2 separate regions of the Mus musculus genome follow, and region 1 is linked to region 2. Evidence: chromatin contacts called from public Hi-C data. All regions are on one chromosome and are shown on one strand. The core of a region is the stretch at or near the end of the contact, and the rest is flanking DNA. Distances in the headings are between cores, read along the strand shown. Region 1 has its middle 30 kb from the start of Gm40764. Region 2 overlaps Glipr1 (GLI pathogenesis-related 1 (glioma)).

What was found. Hi-C and Micro-C count contacts between places; a contact is called where the count stands out from the background.
Region 1: a Hi-C map of adipose-derived mesenchymal stem cells shows a contact between it and region 2, with 4 times the contacts expected there. The contact joins two enhancer-like sites. A contact is called at or near these places in 1 of 484 Hi-C or Micro-C datasets (adipose-derived mesenchymal stem cells), 2 of 115 datasets of contacts at active chromatin or transcription factors (acute myeloid leukemia and pancreatic cancer cells) and 1 of 9 other capture datasets (adipose tissue).

Annotation. Positions count from the first base shown.
Region 1 is chr10:112,628,213-112,632,429 of GRCm38.p6, reverse strand. No RefSeq gene overlaps it. Among named protein-coding and RNA genes, the nearest start is that of Gm40764, 30 kb to the left of the region's middle. Within about 2 kb of position 2,514, at least 11 of the 459 cell types and tissues checked have an H3K27ac peak or open chromatin away from gene starts, as enhancers often do. A contact at or near this core is called in adipose-derived mesenchymal stem cells, where this site is marked.
Region 2 is chr10:111,988,235-111,992,393 of GRCm38.p6, reverse strand. It overlaps Glipr1 (GLI pathogenesis-related 1 (glioma)), which reads left to right. Exons shown (of 6, transcript NM_028608.3): 3 at 3,509-3,594. Krr1 (KRR1, small subunit (SSU) processome component, homolog (yeast)) reads right to left here. Exons shown (of 10, transcript NM_178610.4): 10 at 3,964-4,159. Among named protein-coding and RNA genes, the nearest start is that of Glipr1, 7.0 kb to the left of the region's middle. Within about 2 kb of position 2,138, at least 9 of the 459 cell types and tissues checked have an H3K27ac peak or open chromatin away from gene starts, as enhancers often do. A contact at or near this core is called in adipose-derived mesenchymal stem cells, where this site is marked.

The DNA of each region.
Region 1 (4,217 bases), core at 1,265-3,764, 640 kb before region 2:
CATAAAAGATTAAAAAAAAAAACCATAGTACCTATATATAAAGGAATACTTTCCAGCCATGAAAATATATTCTTTTTGACGAGAATAGAAACAGAGATCTTTTGTCCCATGAAAAAGCTGGCCACAGAGAAAAAGTATCTCATGACTGCAGTCACAGTGGCATCCAAAAGACTGACTTCCTAGAAATGAGTGTTCAACAGTAGTTACTGGAGCAGAAGAGAGAAGCAGAGAAGGAGACATTCAGAAAGCTTCATCACTGGGTACTAAGTCATGGTCTGATAAGAATTAGTTGTTCTGCATTGCAATTGAGCACCAAGGTGACTGACTATACATGATTGTGATCTTCTGTGTGTTTCAAAGGGATGGAGCCATGGAATATTGACGAGTATTTGAGAATAAGAATCCTTTGCCTGGTTTGAGTGATGCGTTATTGGGTGTGTACATTGAGACCAGGAAAGGGAATCATGGGAAGGGTGACATCACAGTGACATCTTATAAAACAGTGTCAAAGAGGACACACGGGGCTTCTGGCATGCTGGCTAAAAATATTTTCAAAGTCTTGTAGGTGTTTATGAACAGATATAAGGTAAGTTCATCTCAGATATGGTTACAGACTGTAACAGGAAAGGAAGACCATGGCAGAGGGCTGATCAAGAAAATCTCCGAGAAGAAGACAAAGGAAGGTGTTTGAGACAGTTACTCAGTCTGGTCAAGGAAACCCCCACTTCAAGACAGAGGCCCTCTGGAGTCTACTTGTTAGGACTTTTAACTACTGTAGAGCAGTAATGTGGACTTCCACGATGAGGATGCTACCATTAGGTTCTGCCTGTTTGCCTCTCAACAAACTGAGTGATGGTGAGAAAAGGCACACGGACACTTTGCTGAAATTAGGTCCCTGAATCAAAGGTCATACCTGAGCCAGGTGGGGGAGGCACATGCCTTTAATCTCAGCACTTGAGAGGCAAAGGCAGGTGGATGTCTGTGAATCTGAGGCCAGCCTGGCCTACATAGTGAGTTCCAGGACAGTCAGGGTTCTGTTATCCAGAAAAACCTTATCTTGAAAAAAAAAAAAAAGAAAAGAAAGAGAAAAAGAAAAAGAAAAAGAAAAGAAAGGAAAAGGAAAGGAAAGGAAAGGAAAAAGAAGAGAAGAGAAGAGAAGAGAAGAGAAGAGAAGAGAAGAGAAGAGAAGAGAAGAGAAGAGCAACAACAACAAAGCCACCACTAACAACAACCAACAAAATCATACCTGATTCCATGTAATCTGAAAATTTCCCAGTGATCCTGGGCATTGAAATGCATGTCATGACAGATGAGACTTTGGAATCTAAACTCTGGGAAAGGTTGAAAGGGTTCTATTTAAGAGAAAATATAAAGTATGAATTGACAACCAGAAGTCTTTGTCTAGCCAATCCATTCACCCAATCACTTTACTATTAATTTTGTACAGCAGATTAGTATGTACTCCAGAGTTCTTTGAAGTTATGCCCTCGTGTATAGTTTTTTTGTCAGTAAAAGGGATGCATTTTTACTTCCAAAAAATTACCCTTAAAATAGACAAATTTCATCTTCGTTTTTTATCTTTCCCTCTCTCTCCTTATTTCTGTAGTCAAAATGAAGCTTCAAGATGTTAGAACTCAGATCTTTAAGTCATCCCTGAGTCACACGTACAAAGCTGCAGGGACATACTTGAACACGTTGACTCTAAGGTTTGTTACAGCACCTAACAGCAATACCCTGTCTAGCATACACTACCCACAAAATCTTGCTTGTTTAGTCATAATTTTTGACAGCATCAAATCTTTAATGTTATGTATTATAAAACTGGTATAAGTGTCACATCCATGGGAAGGATGTGCAAGTCAGAAAACATCACCTGCCTTTAGAAACTGCAGGGTTGGGATATGATTGGTTCCTTTCATCCAGTAAAAAAAAAAAAAAAAAAAAAAAAAAAAAAAAAAGTGGGATCCAGAAATACAAGCAACCCTTCTTATCTCCTGCCACTCCCTCAACACGCACACTCGAGTGTGCACGCACTCAAACACAGAGATAGAGAGACAGAGACAGAGAGATACAGAGAGAGAGAGAGAGAGAGAGAGAGAGAGAGAAAGAGAGAGCAAGACAGAGAGAGATGTACAGACAAAGGCAGAGAGACAGAGACAGAGAAAATGAATTAGTCACTCTCTGAGATGTTTACCATTTATACTGGATGAGTTGCTCACACAGCAAGAGGCTATCTCAAAAGACGTCACCCTCCCAGAAATAACAAAACGAGCACCCCTCCATGGGATCATCAAAAATAGTGGGTAAAAATAAGATTGCAGAACATGAACTTTGACCACCCCATATGAACACAAAAATATGAACCAGGAAGCGGGGTGGGGGGTGCTGTGAGTTAATGAGAGAAGCTCAGCTGATCCCTGATATGAGTCTAATGATGACTCAGTCACTAAACTGTTTAGAACAGAGCCAGTCCCAGCAGGAGATAAGAGCCTGTACATAGCTTCATTAAACCCAGCATTTTTGCTGTCAGGGACTGGTCTAAAGAGACACTCATTGATACCATCAGGTCAGCCGTTCAGTGTAATAAGCCAGCCGACTCCCTGAATTCTTTCATCAACAGCCTATGGTAGGAGAATATTAATAGAGTTACATAAACTCAGCCTCTAATTTTGGAAGCTACCTAAAACAGAGTCATAGAATATCCATGACTTCAGATCTAAATGTGAATGCAAACATGTTTTTTTTAAAGCAAATTCTTTAATAAAGACAAGAAAAGAGAAGTGCTTACAAGATTATATAAATCCAAAGTTGATCAAATTCAAAAGATAACCTCATTAAGGTACTGTATCATCTGAAACATCATGGAGATTGTTGATTTCGGGGGAGGGGAGTATGCTTTTGTAGTCACTTCAAAGCCCTGTATTTGATAACTCAGAATCTATACTTTCAGAAATCAGGGAGATTGTCTGGCACATACCTCATGGGGATAGGTATGCAAGTATAACAACCAAGCTTTTGTTTTGCACATGGAGATTATAAGCAAGATTGGTAGCCTAACATCAGTAATTACAAAGAGCAGCCGCATCAGTATCTTGGGCTCTTTAATCTCTGGTAATTACCTGGGCCCAAGTGAGATACTTGAAGCATCATCTTCTCTCCAGAGTTTCTACTTCTTCCCTTTTGATGATGGTGTCTCTTCAGGGAGCTACTGGTCTGCTAGAACATGGAGTCATTACTTTAAGATGTCTGCAGAAACACTATTAAAGCCCACCATTGGGCTTCACCAATTATTTTTCCTTTGACAGATTTAGAACAAATTTTGAAGTTCTGTATTTCAAACAAATATCCAGATGATGCCAATAGTGACCTAGAGAGCACAGCCATGAATTGGCGCAGTATATTATTGGATTTAAAGTGAGAATATGTGGAAATAACCTCAATCTGGCCATAATAAAAATGTATATACTTGTCACTTTGTGTTGCTTTGATACAGGGTCTGCTGTATGCCAAACTGACCTATAACTCACTATGTTCTCCTCCTAATGATCCTACCTTCACCAACCAAGAGTTGGGACTACAGGTGTACACTATCAAGCCCAGCTAATGATGTTTCCCTAATTCTCCAAATGTTATCTTCCCTTAAAGCAAGAAGAATGTGATCATTTCTGGAAAATATATTAAAAACCCCTACTACCTTCCAGCATCAAGATAAAAAACATGGCTATCTCAGTGAATCTGTAATAGTGTTTAAATAAAAAGCACAGAAATCATCTTTGCCTAGTGTACACTACCATGTGTTAAGTAAGCTAAAAGAATTACGGAACTTAAAACAGACATGGATGAGATCATGTTCACTGACACTCATCAGATATCCTCTTCCATGGTCTGCCTCCTCAGCATCAAGACAAGGGTCTGGGGTAAATAACAAGACAGTGACTGCCTCCCCAAACCACAGTTCTTTAAGTTAAAAGTTTTAACCATTCTGGGAATGGGCTTCAGGTCTCTGCTAAGTCAGGATTTAGTGCTCCTAGATTTCTTAATCTAGCTAATATATGGAATTTCAAAAATGTTATAGATTTTCAAAGGGCCCATCTTTCCCAAAGATGATGTTTCTAGTTATGGTCAGTATCCTTAGTAAACTGCATTAGTAAACTGCCATTTGCTTTCGAGATGAACCCCAATGCCACTGCTGAAGAAAGGAACCCAGAATGATGCTC
Region 2 (4,159 bases), core at 889-3,388:
CCATCCGCAGCTGTACTCTGCTCTCCCAGTCTTGCTCCTATTTCTCCTTTCCCACACTTCTGAGACTGTAAAGTGTTGTCATGTAAGCTAATATCGCAGAGAGAGCTGTACAGCAATCTGGACCAACACTTTGTCAGGAGCCATTTAACAAAGAGTACAGCCCCGGAATCTAGTTTTGTAATAATTCATGTTAGAAAAGGATTTCTGATAAATCCTTGTCTAAAATTCCTGTTTCAGCCTTCTAAGAGACCTTAGTGGTGGTGGTGGTAGGGTTCAAACTACTCAAGTCATTTTACATTCCTACTGGAAAGTTACCTAAAGTAAGATCTAAACTCTACTTACCCTCTTTTGAAAATCAGGTTGTTTACATATGTTGCCCAACGATAAACAGTTAGAGCATACATTTAGTTTGATCATCTCTATGAGAATAGTATTGACATACTGATTCAACATTTTAGCTTCATGTTCACTGAAGACGGACTAGCAAGTTTTTCATTTTTGTTTAATAAAAGATTTTCTGGTAGGCAAGTTCCAGATAGGACTGGATGCTGGAAATTTATCCCTTTTCTCTGTCTTTGGTTTCCTGGCCACCACAAGGTGTGACTAGTTTCCAAAACCCTCATCACAGACCCAAAGGCAATGACAACTGTGACCATCCAGGACCTTCCCACAGATATTTTGTCACAGTGACTAACAACTAATATACCAGGCTGTTCCTGAGGACAGCCTGGCATTTCCACCTGCCTGCCCTCAGGGATATACTAGCACCTTTATGTCATCCCTTGTCCCCAACCAATGCAACAGGTGTGACACATAAAAGCTCTCCTCGCCCTTTTCTATTACCTCTGCCTATATGGTCTTACTTAACCTTGTGACTTCAAGATTCATATCTCTGTTCTCCCATTCTCATAACTGCAGGTAGTTAAGCCTAGGGCCTATCCCAGTCTTTACTGGAATATATAATAGGCACCTCAAAATGAACACTTTGAACAGAACCCTGTGCCCAAGTTCCTACCCACCTTGCTTGGTCCCTGGTTTTCTGTAAAAAACAGTACCTGGGTCCCAAGCCCAAATGCTCCCCTACATGCAGAATAAGATCCAATGTTCTTAGCTATTCTTTGTTTTGTTTTTACATATAAATCCCATTCATTTAAAAAAGTCAGACATGCTTCTGATACCTTTCAAAATCTTCACCTGAGATTTCACACTAAAATGAATAAAATGATGTAGCCTTCTTTTCCAGAGATGAAACATTTTTTTTTACAATCAAAAAATATTTTTTATTTCAATGTGTGTGCGTGTGTGTTACATGCATACCATGGAACCCAACTCATATGGTAGTCCTTGTGGCAAGTGCCTTTATCCCCTGAGACACTTCACCTGCCCGTGAGAGGTGCCCCTCTTAGGAGCTTTTTGGGAGATTGGTGTTACATATACATTTGCATATTGATATCACCTAAGGATCTAATACAGTGTATAATTTCCACACTGAACATCAGTCAGGGCTTCTGGATGGAGGGGCAACATGGAGACTGAGTAAACCTCTCAGATGTTTCCTCCTCCTCCTCCTTCTTTTTCTTCTTCCTCCTCTTCTTCTCCTCCTCCCCCACTCCTCCTTCTCTTCTCCTTGCATTCTTTCTTTTCTTTTCTTTTCTTTTCTTTTCTTTTCTTGGATGTTTTCTTTATTTACATTTCAAATGTTATCCCCTTTTCAGGTCTCCCCTCTGGAAACCCCTCTCCCCCTGCCTCTATGAGGTTGCTCCCCAACCCACCTGCTCCCACCTTCCTGCCCTGGCATTCCCCTATACTGGTGCATCAAACTCCCTCAGGCCCAAGGGCCTCTCCCCCCACTGATGTCTATCAAAGCCATCCCCTGCCACATATGTATTCTTTGGTTGGTGGACCAGTTCTCAGGAGCACAAGGTGGGGAGGGGGGTTCTGCCCGGTTGACACTGTTGCTCCCCCATGGGGTTGTAAACCCCCTCCACTCCTTCAGTCTTTTCTCCAACTCCTCCATTGGGGACCCCGAGCTCAGTCCAATGGTTGGCTGTGAGCATCCGCCTCTGTATTTGTCAGACTTTGGCAGAGCCTCTCAGGAGACAGCCATGATCAGGCTCCCATCTCTTTCCAGCCCTGTTATTCTTGAGTCATGAACTCCATCAGCTTCCAAGAATTCTATCACCCAAGAGTGAGTGACCATGTGCTCATTCCTATGCTGCTAAAATAAACCTCCAGGATTGCCTCCTCCCCACCCCCACCCCCCAACCAGGTCTTCTTAGTCCATCTACTCCAAGTGCCAAGTGGACTCAAAAATAATCTTTTTCTTACCTACCAGAATTCCTTCAGTCAGCCCCCTTTGATCTCATTGGCTGTGACTGTCCCCCAATCAGACTGTGCCTCCACTTGCCTTTTTTTTTGCCACCCTAACATGCCAAGCAACTTTTACTCCAGCACCTTCATCCCTGAGAATGGATGGTGCCCATTCTCCAAGTCTTCTGATTTGTCTTTGTCTATATTCTCACATCTCAGGGTTCAAGGTCACTTCAGAGATGGCTTTCCTCAACACCCTTTGAATTGCCTGCTTTCTTCCCTTCGAGGTTACCCTGTTTTATTTAGTTGCAGCTGCTTTCTGTAGGAAGCATTGTAGCTGCTTAGAGGAAGCACTGGAGATAACAGGATGGCTGAGCACATGGGTTTGCTTTCTTCAGTGGAAGGATGATGCCCTGTCACCTGGAACGCTGCAGTCAACTTGGGCAAACAATCCAGGGATTGCTCTTCTATTAGGAGACAGTCTCCACCTGGATTTCCCCCACACCCTGAGAACTGTCTGGGCTTTGTTTTAGTGACTAGAACTTCTTATGAAAGAGACCCTATGCACTTTGTATCCCCCATCAATAGAACACATCCTTATGCTTATGACAAACCCTTCCTCTGCCCTAGGCCATAGCCCTGAACACTTTATTGGCCAACAGAACTCATTCTTATTGATAAAGGTCACACAGGTGCTTTGCTACTTTGCAAGGGAATTTGATGTAGCAATCCTGAAGTTTTGTTGTAAGAATGATCATGGGGAGACTCCCTCCCCCACCACCACCACCACCACACGCCCAGTTTGACTGTGTGGAAATGTGTAAGAGAATTAAACCCCATGATCAGGCTCTAGAAGATGTCATCCAGCCTGACTGACCAAGCCTGGCTGTTCCTAGTGTTCATTTTCACCTTTTTGAGGTTCATCTCCTGGCTCGCAGTGATAGCTGCAGGAACACTATGACAGCTTTCCCGGATCATCTTGTCATGTATGTGTTTATTTTACACATGCACTCATGCACACTGTTCTGAGACTGTAACTCAGGACTTGTGTCCAGCTGAGTTCTGAGTGCTTAACATTGCCTTAGTGGGCTCTTATGGGACTAGAGTAGATATTACTTGGCACAGCTATAAAGGCTTGATAATAATCAAATGGTCATTTAGTCATCTCTATGGTTAAGAAATCTTCTTGTCCTTTTAGGTTGTTTGGGCAGACAGTTACAAACTTGGCTGTGCAGTGCAACTTTGCCCTAATGGAGCAAATTTTATATGCGACTATGGACCAGCGTAAGTGCCTGAATTCTAAAAATATGTTAATATAGGTATTTATCTGTAATACAGAAAATCTAGAAGTGTAAAGAAAAAAAAAAAAAAACTCAAGGCCTCTAAATCTCCTGCTCAGAGACTTACTACATTAATACTGTGTGGGTATGTTTATACACACATATATATGCTTTAAAACACTACAAGAAGCCGGGCAGTGGTGGCGCACGCCTCTAATCCCAGCACTCAGGAGGCAGAGGCAGGTGGATTTCTGAGTTCGAGGCCAGCCTGGTCTATAAAGTGAGTTCCAGGACAGCCAGGGCTAAACAGAGAAACCCTGTCCCGAAACAAACAAACAAATAAATAAAATAAAACACTACAAGAGCATTCTTTAAGAGTAGCATGATTAAAATGCTTGCCAAGGATGTAAATTGATATATCCATAATACCAGGAAAGGGAAGTGACATTAACTTATTTTGTTTAAATCAGAGCAAACTTTCACACACTTCAAAACGTAAGTAGAGCTGCTCAGTTAACACTAATTACTTCGAGGCTTTAGACAGTTGAACTTTTCAGATAGCACCAGGT